3 separate regions of the Mus musculus genome follow, and all the other regions are linked to region 1. A link is a contact called in public HiChIP or PLAC-seq data. All regions are on one chromosome and are shown on one strand. Each heading gives the region's core, a stretch centred on a gene start, on an enhancer-like site or on the middle of the called end of the contact. The rest is flanking DNA. Distances are from core to core; before and after follow the strand shown.

Region 1 (4,170 bases), core at 994-3,493:
CATAAAGTATTTGATGGCAAGTGTTTTGTTGTGGCAGTGGAAAATACACTAAGACATGAAACCTTTACAAAATACTACTTTTTTTTTTTTTTTTTTTTTTTTTGAGACAGAATTTTACTATGTAGCCTAGACTGGCCGATTCACAATCAAAGAGTTTAACTTTTTTTTAAGGTGGAGAAAAGTTTTAAAGATCTCTTATGTATGAGTCTTTAGCTCTTAAACAGTTGACTCCGTTCAGTGACCACCATTTCCTGGTAGTAGGTGAGTACTCTAAGCTGAGGATCTTATATCCCTGACAAGCAAAACACGTAACGCATTCCCATCCCCACCTCCATCGCCACCACATCCCCACCTCCATCGCCACCACACACCAGCTACCAGAATGAGGCTCATCTGTTTGGACAGATCTATCAGTTACTAGCTCTGTGACCCTAGGCACGTTACTCACGCTCTCTGAGCTTCAGTTTCTCATCAGAAGCCAAGGCCAGGAACACAGAACTCACAGGCACAGAGAGAGCCATGAATGAGGTAACAGCCCTTGAGTGCTAGGCACTGAGTCACTGACCCAGGAACACTCACTTCAGGATTCCAGCTGAGAGGTATTCCGTGGCTCTTGTCTTTCACTGAGAGCCGTTTGGTTTTTTTCTTGGAAAAGCTGAAAGCCACAGCTGCCTTTATAGGAGTATCTCATTTTAGCTCTGATTTTCCTTTGACACATACCCCAGCCAACACAAAGGCTGACTAACTCGGCTTTGCACAGTGACTTATCACATCCCTCATGGGGCTCCAAGATGGCTGGATCCTGCTCCTGCCCAGTCCGCTATGCTAGCTGGGTCACAGGGAAGTGAAGATTTGGCATTTGCAGCTAAAACCTAGAACCTGCTATGACAAGCGGGAAGAAACCTTGGTCCGAGGCTGGTACTGGCCAAGTCTGCAGGTGTGCCCAGAAGAGGGAGGGGGCACTCCAGATGCCACGTGACTGGAGCTCAGGTTCTTCTGGTTCATGCTTGGGTGCAGAGATGAGGCAGGGGTTATGTGGACAGGTAAAGTCAGAAAGGCAGCTGAGGACCACTGGGTAAAGTGCAGGATGGTCGGATCAAGCAGTAGTTTCAGGGGACATGACAGGTGGTGATGGTACTTGCCATTATAGCTGACATAAAACCACAAAATACCCCGTCAGTCTTGGGGAGGAGATGGGTAACCATGCCCTCTTTACAGAGCAGGAAACCAAACTCTGACACAGGAAATCTGCCCAAGATCACATAGCAGCAGATTGGGACCTGAGGTCTATGGAGTTGACTCAAACCAGTGCTTTGTGGCAAAACCAACTTAGAAAAAAAAAAATTAAGCCTGCTTTGAAGCACTGGCCATTTCCTGAAGTGTAAATGATTACTGACTCGCATTGTGATATCACAGGCAGGGCTGGAAATGAGGCGTGTTCTCCAGTCTGAGCTGGCCCAGAACACTGCTGACCCAAACTCAGTTCTGTTTGGTTCCGAGCCTGTGGCTCTTGTGTAAGGGGAATGGCGTGACAGTCCTTTGTGTAGACACCCTTCCCTGCACATTCTCATGAGTCTATGTAACCACGGGTTATCTGTAAAGTGGGCTACTCAGATACATCCCACAGTATGAAGACCCGTTATCCTTCCTCTGGTCTTGAGCCCTGGGTCACCTGGTATTTCAGGATGTACAGCTGAGCCAGCGTCCCTCCCAATTTAGAGTCACAGTAAGGCAACAGCCTTCAGTGATGTTGGCTGAGATGCAGGGAGCAGGGTAGCATGCTTGCATCCGGTTCTCTGGCTCACCCCAGAGCCACAGACTGGCACTGGTCCTAGATTTGAGGTAACGGATACCTGTTCACTCAGAGCCAAAGCACAGCCATTGTTTGTCCCAAGTAGAGATTGTGTTCCTGATGTCACAATCAGAATTCAGCCTGCACAGCATTCCTGTTGCACGTTGGCAACCTCGAATTCTCTCAGATGACTTCTTTTTCGGACAATCTGTGGCAGTTTTATACCTATTCTTTGGAATTCTATGTGATTCTGAGTCTTGGGGCTCATGAATATTTTCCTCCTCATTTGAAACTGAGAGGCAGCCAGGAAGGATGCTTGCTATGGGGCACTCCTCCCGGGAGGTAGGGAGAGGGCCCTGGGTGGAATTGCGCAGTGGAGCAGTCAGGGAGCAATTAGCTGCGGTTCAAAGGGAAGCGCCACCCTGAGCAGCCCTCACATGAGGGGAGGCTAGAGAGATGGTGTGCGCATGCCTACAGCCTCTGAGCTAACAGAAGCAAGTGGAAGCCAAACATATTCCTTGCTTCAGCGCTGGCCCTGGCAGCTGAGAGGAAACTTCTGGGCAGGCACAGCACCTAAGGCTGCCCAGCGACTTCTGGCAGACCCACAGGAAACCAGCTGGGGCTGGACAGGGCTTTCCAATCCGTCCACACTGATGAAATCTACCAGTCACATCCGCCCAAGGATGTGGCCCAGACAGTCACTGCCCTGACAAGCCATCTCAGAGAAACGGCTGGCACTCAGGATCTTGAGGGCACAGCCTCTCAGGGGGAAAGGCCTACCTCTGAATCTAATTTTAAAGACCCACGAGTCATAATGTAAACTCATTTCCCATTGATGGTTGCCACATCTACCTCTGGACCTTGGAAAGTCGCTAGGGCAGATATGACTATGGTCAGTTCCCTGCAGCCCAAGGTCCCTAACGAAATCCTCAGGGCACTGGTGCTGGGGGTGGGACAAGTGCTGTCCCTGCCCAGCTGTCTTCCTTTGCCCACTCTTCTGATACAACTCCCATTTGTGGAGTCTTCATTGCTGGAACAAACCCATGGCTAAACACTATCTTCCAACTTAGTGATGTACTGGGTCTTCCGGGAACATCAAAGCCAACATCCATTTTCTTGTTTTTTTGTTTTGTTTTGTTAGGTTTTTTTGAGACACGGTTTTTCTGTGTAGTCTTGGCTATCCTATAATTTGCTCTGTAGACCAGGCTGGCCTCAAACTTAGAGATCCACCCGCCTCTGCCTCCAGAGTGTTGGGATTAAAGGTGTATGCCACCATCCCCAATCGACAGTAAAAAAAATCTTAACTAACACCTATTAAATGTAATTTTATAAAATAGCCTTCAAAACTAGCCTAGGGCACAGGTTAAGTAGCTCCATGGTTGCCAATCAAGTTCACCCCCATGTATTTGCAAATACGCATTTTCCCACCAGAAAAACCATACCTGGTTTCTAGAGGGACACCTGGTGGCACTGCCCCGCTTTATCCCGCACCACTGCCATGCCAGCATGTCAGGAACCCCCTATGGTGAGCTGGCGGCTTCCATTTCTCATCTGTCTCCAGGGCAAGGCTCCGAGTGGACCACATTCCCTAAAAGGCTATGTGTCTGAAGCTCGCCTGACTCACCATTATGTCTGCCCTCTCTTTGTTTTGCCATGACTCAAGTTTTGTGGCCATGGGGTTGAGTTTGGGAGTAGCTCTTTTTCCTAGGATGGTGCAGCCAACAACATACTGAGCACTGTCTTCCCACAGTGATTCTCAGATATGATTTGGTTGTTCAGGTTTCTTTATGCCTGTTTTGTGCTTGCGTGGTACTGGGGCTCAAAACCAGTCTTACACATGGTAGGTAAGTGTGCAACCACTGAGCTATATTCCAGTACCTTATTTGGTTTTAATTTGAAAAAAATTTTTAAAAAAGATTTATTTTTAAATGTGCTGTCTGTGAGAAAACATATTCACGGAAGTGCAGGTGCCCGCAGGCCCAGAAAGGAGGGCTGGAGGTCCTGGGACTGGAGTCACCCTATGTGGATGCTGGGAACACAACTCAGGTTCTCTAGAAGCAATGTACACTCCTAACCATTGAGCTATGCTGTCAGCCTTATTAGAAATGCTAGCGGGTACAATGTGTCACTGTGGACCAAATGAACTCCCAGTTGCCTGCACGTTGTCACAGATGGTCAAACCCCAGTTACCCAAGGATTGGTTGGAGGGCCCCTGCCAAAATCTGTGATACCCAATCTTTTACAGAAAATGGTGTCGGATCTACACAGAACTTACAAATATTCTTCCTGTAGCTTTAAATCACCTCTAACTCAATACCTACTACCGTGTACCACTGCAACAAAAAGGGCAAAAAGCCTATACACGTTTAGTAGACAGA
Region 2 (4,170 bases), core at 654-3,153, 190 kb before region 1:
TTTCAGAAGGCTCCAGCCCAGAACTAAAGCAGCCGTACTTTGACCATCTCCTACAAGTTAAAACAAGCCAGGAAGCAAGGTCAGATTGAGCCTACATAGGAAATAGGCTCTGTTTCTGTCCAGGATAAAGGGCAACTCTTCGTATGGTATTGATTTTTACTTACTGTAAATCATTTCGAAAAGATTTAAAGTCTACAGGAGGATTGCATAGGTTCTATGTAAATACTGTATGACACTTGACACAAAAGCTGTCACATCCATGAGTTTTGCCATCCAGAAGAAGCCTGGATCCAATCCCTCCAGATGCCAAGGATTGACAGTGCCTGTCACATTCTCTAAGGAAAGACATATAATATTTTGCCTACTTAAACAGATGTGGGTGCTGGGAATTGAACTCAGGATCTCTGGAAGAGCAGCCAGAGTTCCTAACCGCTGAGCCATCTCTCTAGCCCCGACCTTCTGCTTCTTGATTTGATTTTGTCTATATAGTTTTCCAGTGTTTTAGCATAATGGCATCCGGATTCTTGCAAAAAAAAAAATTTAATTGTTACTCTCGACATAAAATTCAGAAGCTTAAAAGAAAATACAATGAAAACCTTGCCTTCCCACCTTCCCACCCACTCCCTGTCTTCTAGTTTCCTTTTCTTCCAAAGAACAGACAGATGCCCGCTTCCCCTTGCTACTTTTTAAGCTCAGAAACCACAGGTTCTGTCTACTGCACACAACTCTGTGAGTCTCTGTTCTCATCTGATTTCAGAAGCTAAGCAGGGTCGGGCCTGGCTAGTGTTTGGACAGGAGGAGCTATGCTTTCTTAAGCTTGAGTTCACAGTGGTGGCTTTCTCATCCATAAACCTTTAGCCTGTGTAACATTTTATGCTTTCTCTCCATTTAATGTTGTGTGTGTGGTGTGTGTGTGCATCACAAAATGAAAGAGACTAATGTAATAAACTCCATGGTGTCTGTCACGTGGCGTCAGCTAATTTACACTTGGCCCGTCTTGGTCTGTGAATGCTCTACCTCTCTCCAGATGCCTGGGACCTACACACAGATTTACAACTTCAGAAGTCTAAAAGCATTCAGGGCACATTACATGCATACTTTAAATTTTTTTTAAAAAATTCCATTAATATTATCTAATCGGTATTTGTGTGTGCCTCCTTTATCTATTCACTCATTTTAACTACTGTTTTTCTCCAGTTCAGCTGGCTGGTGTTGTCTCTGTGTCCTGTAGAGCAACACTGTCCTAAGACTCTTACTTTCTATTTTCTCCCTCATTTCTGTTTTCTGTGCAGTTTCATTGCTGATAAATCCACATGATCTTTGCCGGTTCCCACTGTCTGGATCTTGGCTTTGCATTCTTGTGTGGGCTGGCTTGTTTTCCTCTTCCCCACGGTTTCTTTGGACCTGGAGGGCTGGATAGATTCAGGGAGATTTGTTGGCAAGAGCACCAGGGGTCTGTGCATGTCCCTCCTACTTTGCCTCAGGAGTTAAAGAATGTCTGGTGTCTCTCTTTGATATTTAGATTTTTTTTTTCCCAGAGATTTTTTAACTGGTGTCATTATTAAGGTCCTGATGGGTTTTCCAGTGTGTACACAGTGGGAAATCCTGGCTTTGATCCCCAGTTCTTTATGAAACCAGGTGTGATAACAAATACCCATAACCCCAGCACTCAGGAATCAAAGGCAGGAAGATTAGAAGTTCAAGGTCATCTTGACTCTGCAGTGAGTTGAAGCCAACCTGGGCTACATCAGATCCTGTCTCAACAAGAGGAAAGGGTGCTCTTAGATCCTTCTTCAGGGATTAGCAGATAGGCATCTCTAGGCAGCATCTTCTCTGTGCTTCCTTTGGTGTCAGCTATGGGGGAATGTCAGGACTCTTGGCTCTTCCCTGTTTGTTTTTCTATGGTGAGTCAGCTCCTGAGTATCCTTCACAGGCAACCAATGAGGGCTTTACCCTCTCAGTATCACTATGAGCTAAATTGTTCCTCTTTGGCTAGTAGGCCCCTTTGGTTGCTTCCTCTGTGTTTGGCACAAACCATCTGTCAGAGAGTGGCCTTGCTTGCTTACCTGACAAGGTTGTACTTACCCTATCCGGGACCTGGAGCTCAACGCCTCTTCGAGAAGTCCCATTTTTCTTGGCTGGTCCCATGACTTTATTTATTTTATTTATTTTCTATTCTTTGGTGCATGCTTTGTCTTGTTCCAGCTGCTGCTCATGGTGCCTCATGATTGCTTCTCTCCCTCCCACCTCCCTCCCTCCCTCCCTCCCTCCTGCCTCCCTCAATCCATCCCACCCCTTGGCTTCCATGTCTCAATTTTGGTCAGTCTGTCTTTCCTTAAGATTTTATTTCACTACTCCTTTAATGGAGCTGACTTGGCTTTTTTTTTCCTTTCTCTTTTCTTTATATTTTATATTCTTCTTTCTTTTTCTACATTTCCCACTTCCTTTTCCAATTTCTTGCCTAGTATCCTGCCATTTCTGAGAACTTGTCTTAATTCAATTTGGGAATTATTCTCACCGATTCAATTATATTCTTAGAGTAGATTGTATTAGATAATTCTTAAAAATTTTTATTTTTATTTGATTTTTTGAGAATTTATTTATTTAATTTTATGTATATAAGTGTCTTGTCTGCATGTATGACTGTGTACCACATGCAAGTCTGGTGTCCCCAGGAGGACAGAAGAGGGTGTCAGATCCCCTGGGCCTGGAGGTATGGATAGTGGCCATCTGCCATATGAGTGCTGGGAATTGAACTCGGATCCTCCATAAGAGCAGCTAGAACTCTATCCCTGACCCATCCCTCCACGCCCACTTTTAAAATTTTTTTATTATAGACTTATTTTGATAAAAAGGAACCCACTCCTTTTTCAATCCGTGGCTCCACCTGTGCATTCAACTGAGTGTCAAAAATAAGCGTGGGAAAAAAATGACCTCTGTGTTGGCCGCTTTCAGAGCCCATGCTCGTAAGGCTTCCCATAGGACAATTATTAGCTTACACTTACGTAGTGCTGAGTGTCATCAGTAACCTGTGGATGCCACCTGCACGTGCTACATCATTTAATAAAACAGGTTGAGTACCTGCAGATATTGGTGTGGAAGGGCAATCCTGGACTCCCCTTGAGTACATGTGGGGACGGGGCAACTGTGCCCTCCGTGTCTCTTTCCTGCTTGTCTCTGCTTCCCTGCCTCTGCTACTGTAGCCTCTGCTTGACTTTCCAGATCACAGCGGTCACTCCCGCACCTTCTGCACTTTCTGTACCTCACCTGCTTCTCTACTGTCCAGCTTCTCTGGTTTTCATTTAGTTCCCTGGGTGTTTTGTTTTGTTGTTTGTTGGTTGGTTGTTTGGTTGGTTGGTTAGTTGGTTGGTTTTTCTAGCTGGTTCTGGGTAGAGACGGGTCTCTGAGATGCTGGAGAGTGGCCCTGAGACACTCCATGGGGGGGGGGGGGTTCAGGTGCTGAGTCAGCCTGTCCCCAGGATGAGGTGACATTAGCTTTCACCATGAGAGCCTAGATCTCCCTCATTCCAGTGACTAGCTTACATTTCCCCTACCCTATTTAGAGCAGTAACAAAAGGATATACTGAGAAATTCATACTCTGAGCTCAGCCAGACCCTGCCCCTCACAGACACTGTCTCTATCAGCTGCCCATACCTCCACGTGAACTCTGTCTGTACCTGTGCCATGGGTCACATCTGCCTGGCATCCTGTGAGAATATATACTGGGCTGAATACCAACTTCTCTAGCAATTTGGTTCATCTCTGGTCTTCCTCAAGGGTTGTGGCTATCTGGTTGGGTTTCAGTCTTTGTGTTTGAGACTCCCCTCATGGATTTCTGTGCAGCCTCTATCAGTCCCAACAGTCTGTAGGAAGCAGACAAGGAGACAGCAGCAGACTCCCTGTGGGGCACACCCAGAGCATGTCTCCTGAGCAGGAGCATCTATCAGGTGTGTAAGTCTTGCCTCCCACTCTGTTTCTCTAGTACAAATGGGACAGATCTCTTTGTCCCCACTGCCTGGCACAGGCTGGACTCAACCACAGGAGTCGGTCCCTCTGTGGCCTTGCTGGGGTCCCTCTCTCAGTCCCCTGCCAGCAGCCCTCATTTCTCCTGCTCCTGTGAACAGCCTGGGCAGCCTCAGAGCACCCCTAGCCTCCTCCAACCCACACTC
Region 3 (4,170 bases), core at 573-3,072, 160 kb before region 1:
CGTCCCTAATGTGCCCAAACACTGCCTCTTCATTGACTTGATACGTTTTCTTCTAGCCTGCTGCTCAGGTGGAGTGTTGCACTTCTGATAATATACGATGAATCATGTAGGTAATATAAATACAGATCATTGATTTGCATATACTTTGTGTTTGCTTCTATTATATGCAGGGTTTTCTGCAGGACTGTAAATTCATTGCAGGCATTGCCATTGATGGCTGCATAGTATTCCCTGTAATAGAGAGGACATAACTTAAATTCAATCCACTCCTCTTGATTGGAAATTTGGCTTATTTCAAATTTCTTACCAGTAATGTACAGAATTTTTTGCCTATTTGTTTTCTTATTGTAAGGCTATTTTCTTAGCATGCGTGGGTGTCCCAAATGGAGAGTATAGGTATGCACGCTTTTGTTAGCACATTAATATAAAACAGTGAGTTTTGTTTTGACACTTTCATACATGACGTATGCCAAACCATTGGCTAAAAAGCAAACCCAAAATTACCCTCCTGCCAACAGCTCACGGGGAATAAGAATTGAATGTTACCGTGGAAACCCTTCATCAATACTTTGTTTGCATTACTTTGGTTAGCCTAGGCTTAATCATTTAATTTAATGTTAGAAATGATTCCATTTTTAAGCCTCTAGCCAATTCTCAGAAAAGTCAGAGATTGGGAGACAATGAGCACCGTGAAGAGGACATTTGATATTGCTCTGGTTATGAATTCTCGGGGCCACACCTATGTGTGCGAGATGGCCCAACTGTTGGGTCCACAAGGTGATGTAATCCCCAGTGTTCCCTGGCTGTAGGATGCTATGAAGAATTCCCAAAGCGTCAGATAACAGCTCAACACAATTTGAAAAGCTCTCCAATATAGTTTCAGTAAATAAGCCGGTAACTTCTATTAAGAAGGACGAATGGATGCAGGCATGCAGAAGAAAGTCATGTACTAGTGCATATAAAAAATAAAAACAATTAGGCGTGATTTTAAAAACTGAAGAGAAGCTGGTGGAACTGGTGTGCGTCTCAGCATTCCTCTCTCGGTGCAGCTGAGAACCCTGCACATTCCGTACACAGCAATGCTGCATGCACTGCAGTGGACATTTTCAAGTGAGAGAGAAAAGACCTGCTAGTGTGGTCAGAGCTGGGGGGGGGTGTTGCACCTCTGGGGGGTCCCTCTCACCTTCGTTGCATCCCTGATAGAACAACAAGAAGCTGGCGACTCAGAAACAAATGGACACAGACAAAGAAGCTCTAAGGGAAGGCAGAGCACTAGGCAAGGGCAGCATGAAAAAACAGTCTATAGGCAACGCCCAGCCACACCATAGCAGTGTCTGCAGCCCTTCCCCATCACACTCCTGCCAAGGCCAGGTGGAGAGGCTCTAACCCAGCCAGGCTGTAAAAGTTGTCCCAGTCATCCAAGAAGTCTGCTGGGAGCTGGGACGTTAATCAGCACTCAGGCACTAGGTGGTAATATAATAACCATCCCCCCAACATACACACACACACACACACACACACACACACACACTGCTTTCACTGGAGACCTAAGGAGCATGAAAGACCTTCCTGCCCAACAGGACCCAGGAGTCCATTCCCCTTGTCCCATCTAATTCTGAGTAGTTCCTGTTTTCCCAGGAGTGATTAATCCACACAACTGTTCACCCACCAGAGTTAGCAGAGTCCAAGCCCAGGACTTGAATAGGATCCCGTTCCTAAAATACATTTTCACTAATCACCAGATCCTAATAAACACACTCTCCTCAGGAAACAGAAAAATATCACTCAGAGAGAACAGGGCAGCCACAGTGTCCGCAGCTGGATGAGTCAGACGTTTGGAAGCTCAGACAAGACCTCTAAAACAGACCAAACACTCCTGCGAGCAAACACGAGCATGCTTAAAGCAAAAGTAAACAGCAGGAGTCACCAAAGAAGGAGTGTCATGGAGGAGCAAAGGGGGATGAAATGGAAATTTTAGAATCTCTAAAATACAATAGCTGAAGGTTTCTTTTGTAGACAGACTCAAGTCTAGAATAGAGAAGACAGAAGAAAGAATCTATACCCTGATAGATTGAGAAGGAGGGAAGGGGAGAATGAGAGGGAAGGGAAAAAGGAAGACACAGGGAGGAGGAGAGATGGGAGAAGGGGAGATGGAAAAGAAGGGGGAGAGATGGGAAGAAAGAGGGCGAGATATGGGGAGGGGAGAGGAGAGGAAGGAGAAGAGAACGAGAAAAGGGAGAGATGGGGATGGAGGAAGGAAGAAAGGAAAGGGAGGGGAGAGGGAGAGATGGAGAAGGGAAAGGGTAGAGAAGAAAGGGGAAGAGGAAGGGGGAGAGGGAGTGAGGAAGGAGCAAGAGATTGAAAGAGCCCCAGAGGAGGTAAGAATTTTAGCTGAACTCATGCTCTCAGAGTCCACAAGGAGTGGAAGGAAACGCACTGAACCCTAATTTAGGAAACTGAAAACTCCTCCAAAGCAGAGAAGACAAAGCCAGCAGAGTGGAGAAGCAAGAAGGTCCCCGACAGGAGCGATGTCAGTGACCAGTGCTCCCCACATATCATACTCAAGCCACCATAAAAACAAAAGAAACAAAACCAAAACTATTGAAAGCTCTGAAGCTCTGGGGGGAGGAGAGAGAGAGAGGGAGAGGAAGAGGGAGAAGGAGATATGTTTCCTTGGGGGGGGGGAACAATTTGAACGACATTGTCAGACACCAAGGATCCAGGGGAAGTGACACAAAGCACTAACGAAGGAGAGGGGTCAACTTAAAGCCCCATGGCCTGGAGAATACCCCTCAAGAAGGAAGAGAAAATGAATACATTCTGGAATGATGGAGATGAGAGAACTAACGTCTGGAAGGAAGGTGTCCCTAACGGAGCAGCTATACCTAAAGGACGAACCAAGCAAGGGCTGTTGGGAATTAGGAGCCTGGTGAGAACAAAGCACAAGCACACAGAATAGGCTGTTAGTTCATTCTTTGTCCCTCGAGTTGTATTTGACAGTTGAAGCAAACGGAACCATCGCTTAATACAGCTCTTAATATAGAAAGAGGGGATTTTTAAAAACAAGGCAATTATCTAATAAAGGTAAAATTTCAATGCTATCTAAACTGATTTTAAAATTACTGAAAATAGTACTTTATCGGTCTATTTTAGTAGGCTACATATCTATAATGCAATACCTGAAGCAATCATTTACAAAACTGCATATAGCCGGATATGATGGTGCATGCCTTTAATCTCAGCACTTGGGAGGAAGGCAGCAGATCTACAAAGAGGTACACATAGAGTTCCAGACTAACCGAGGATACATGGTGAGTCACTGTCTACAAACGATTAAACATTAAAACTGTCATAGCGCTATATAAAAAACAGTATAACCAAATCAAAACAAATCAAGCTGCTCACAGGGGAAAAAAATAAAAATGAAAGTAAACAAAAGCAAACACAATCACATGGCAGACTTAAATTCAACATCTAAATAATTATATTAAATATAATTGATTTAAATCCATGAGCTTAGTTCCAGAGTTTTACAGGTAGGATTTTTAAAAAGAATAAGAAATGGATATTACCTGTGAGAAACTCACTTTAAATACAATGGTGTGTGTATTAAATACAGTGTGAGTATATGCATGTGTGAGAGTGTTTGTGTGTGTGTGTATGAGTGTGTGAGTATATATGTATGTGTGAGTGTGTGTGTGAGTGTGCATGTGAGTGAGTATGTGTATGTATATGTATGCATGTGTTTGAGTGTTGTAAATGTAAGTGTGTGAGTGTACATATGTATGTGCATGTGTGTGAGTATGTTGTGTGTGTGTATTATGTGTGAAGATGTGTGATTTTGTGTGAATGTGTATGTGTTCAGAAAGTAAGTAGATGAAAATATATTAGGCCACTAAGAATTAAGCAAAAGCAAGCAGGAGTGGCTATGTACCGATCAGATAAAGTGAACTACAGAGCAAAGAGAATTACCAAGGGGGTGGGGGTGGGGTTACTAACTAATAATAAGGGATCTAGATCTCTAAGATAGCAATCTTCAATCTTTATGCATAATTTGTGATAAGAAACTGCATTCATGCTCTCCTCTGAAATAAAAAAGAATTATTATAATTATAATCAATGTATTATTCAGTAGACCACCTGATGTTCAAACCAGGGAAATAAGGTGAA

Evidence for each region. HiChIP or PLAC-seq counts read pairs in DNA pulled down with a chosen protein or histone mark.
Region 2: a contact with region 1 is called in a FOXA1 HiChIP or PLAC-seq map of pancreatic cancer cells. The contact joins two enhancer-like sites. A contact is called at or near these places in 1 of 484 Hi-C or Micro-C datasets (CD8 T cells), 3 of 115 datasets of contacts at active chromatin or transcription factors (CD8 T cells, bone marrow-derived dendritic cells and pancreatic cancer cells) and 1 of 9 other capture datasets (adipose tissue).
Region 3: a contact with region 1 is called in a FOXA1 HiChIP or PLAC-seq map of pancreatic cancer cells. The contact joins two enhancer-like sites. A contact is called at or near these places in 1 of 115 datasets of contacts at active chromatin or transcription factors (pancreatic cancer cells) and 1 of 9 other capture datasets (adipose tissue).

What each region holds. Positions count from the first base shown.
Region 1 is chr7:66,177,509-66,181,678 of GRCm38.p6, reverse strand. No RefSeq gene overlaps it. Among named protein-coding and RNA genes, the nearest start is that of Chsy1, 70 kb to the right of the region's middle. Within about 2 kb of position 2,243, at least 151 of the 459 cell types and tissues checked have an H3K27ac peak or open chromatin away from gene starts, as enhancers often do. A contact at or near this core is called in pancreatic cancer cells, where this site is marked.
Region 2 is chr7:66,367,019-66,371,188 of GRCm38.p6, reverse strand. The region is part of intron 2 of Lrrk1 (leucine-rich repeat kinase 1); the gene reads left to right. Among named protein-coding and RNA genes, the nearest start is that of Mir7057, 13 kb to the left of the region's middle. Within about 2 kb of position 1,903, at least 99 of the 459 cell types and tissues checked have an H3K27ac peak or open chromatin away from gene starts, as enhancers often do. A contact at or near this core is called in pancreatic cancer cells, where this site is marked.
Region 3 is chr7:66,337,468-66,341,637 of GRCm38.p6, reverse strand. The region is part of intron 3 of Lrrk1 (leucine-rich repeat kinase 1); the gene reads left to right. Among named protein-coding and RNA genes, the nearest start is that of Mir7057, 42 kb to the left of the region's middle. Within about 2 kb of position 1,822, at least 74 of the 459 cell types and tissues checked have an H3K27ac peak or open chromatin away from gene starts, as enhancers often do. A contact at or near this core is called in pancreatic cancer cells, where this site is marked.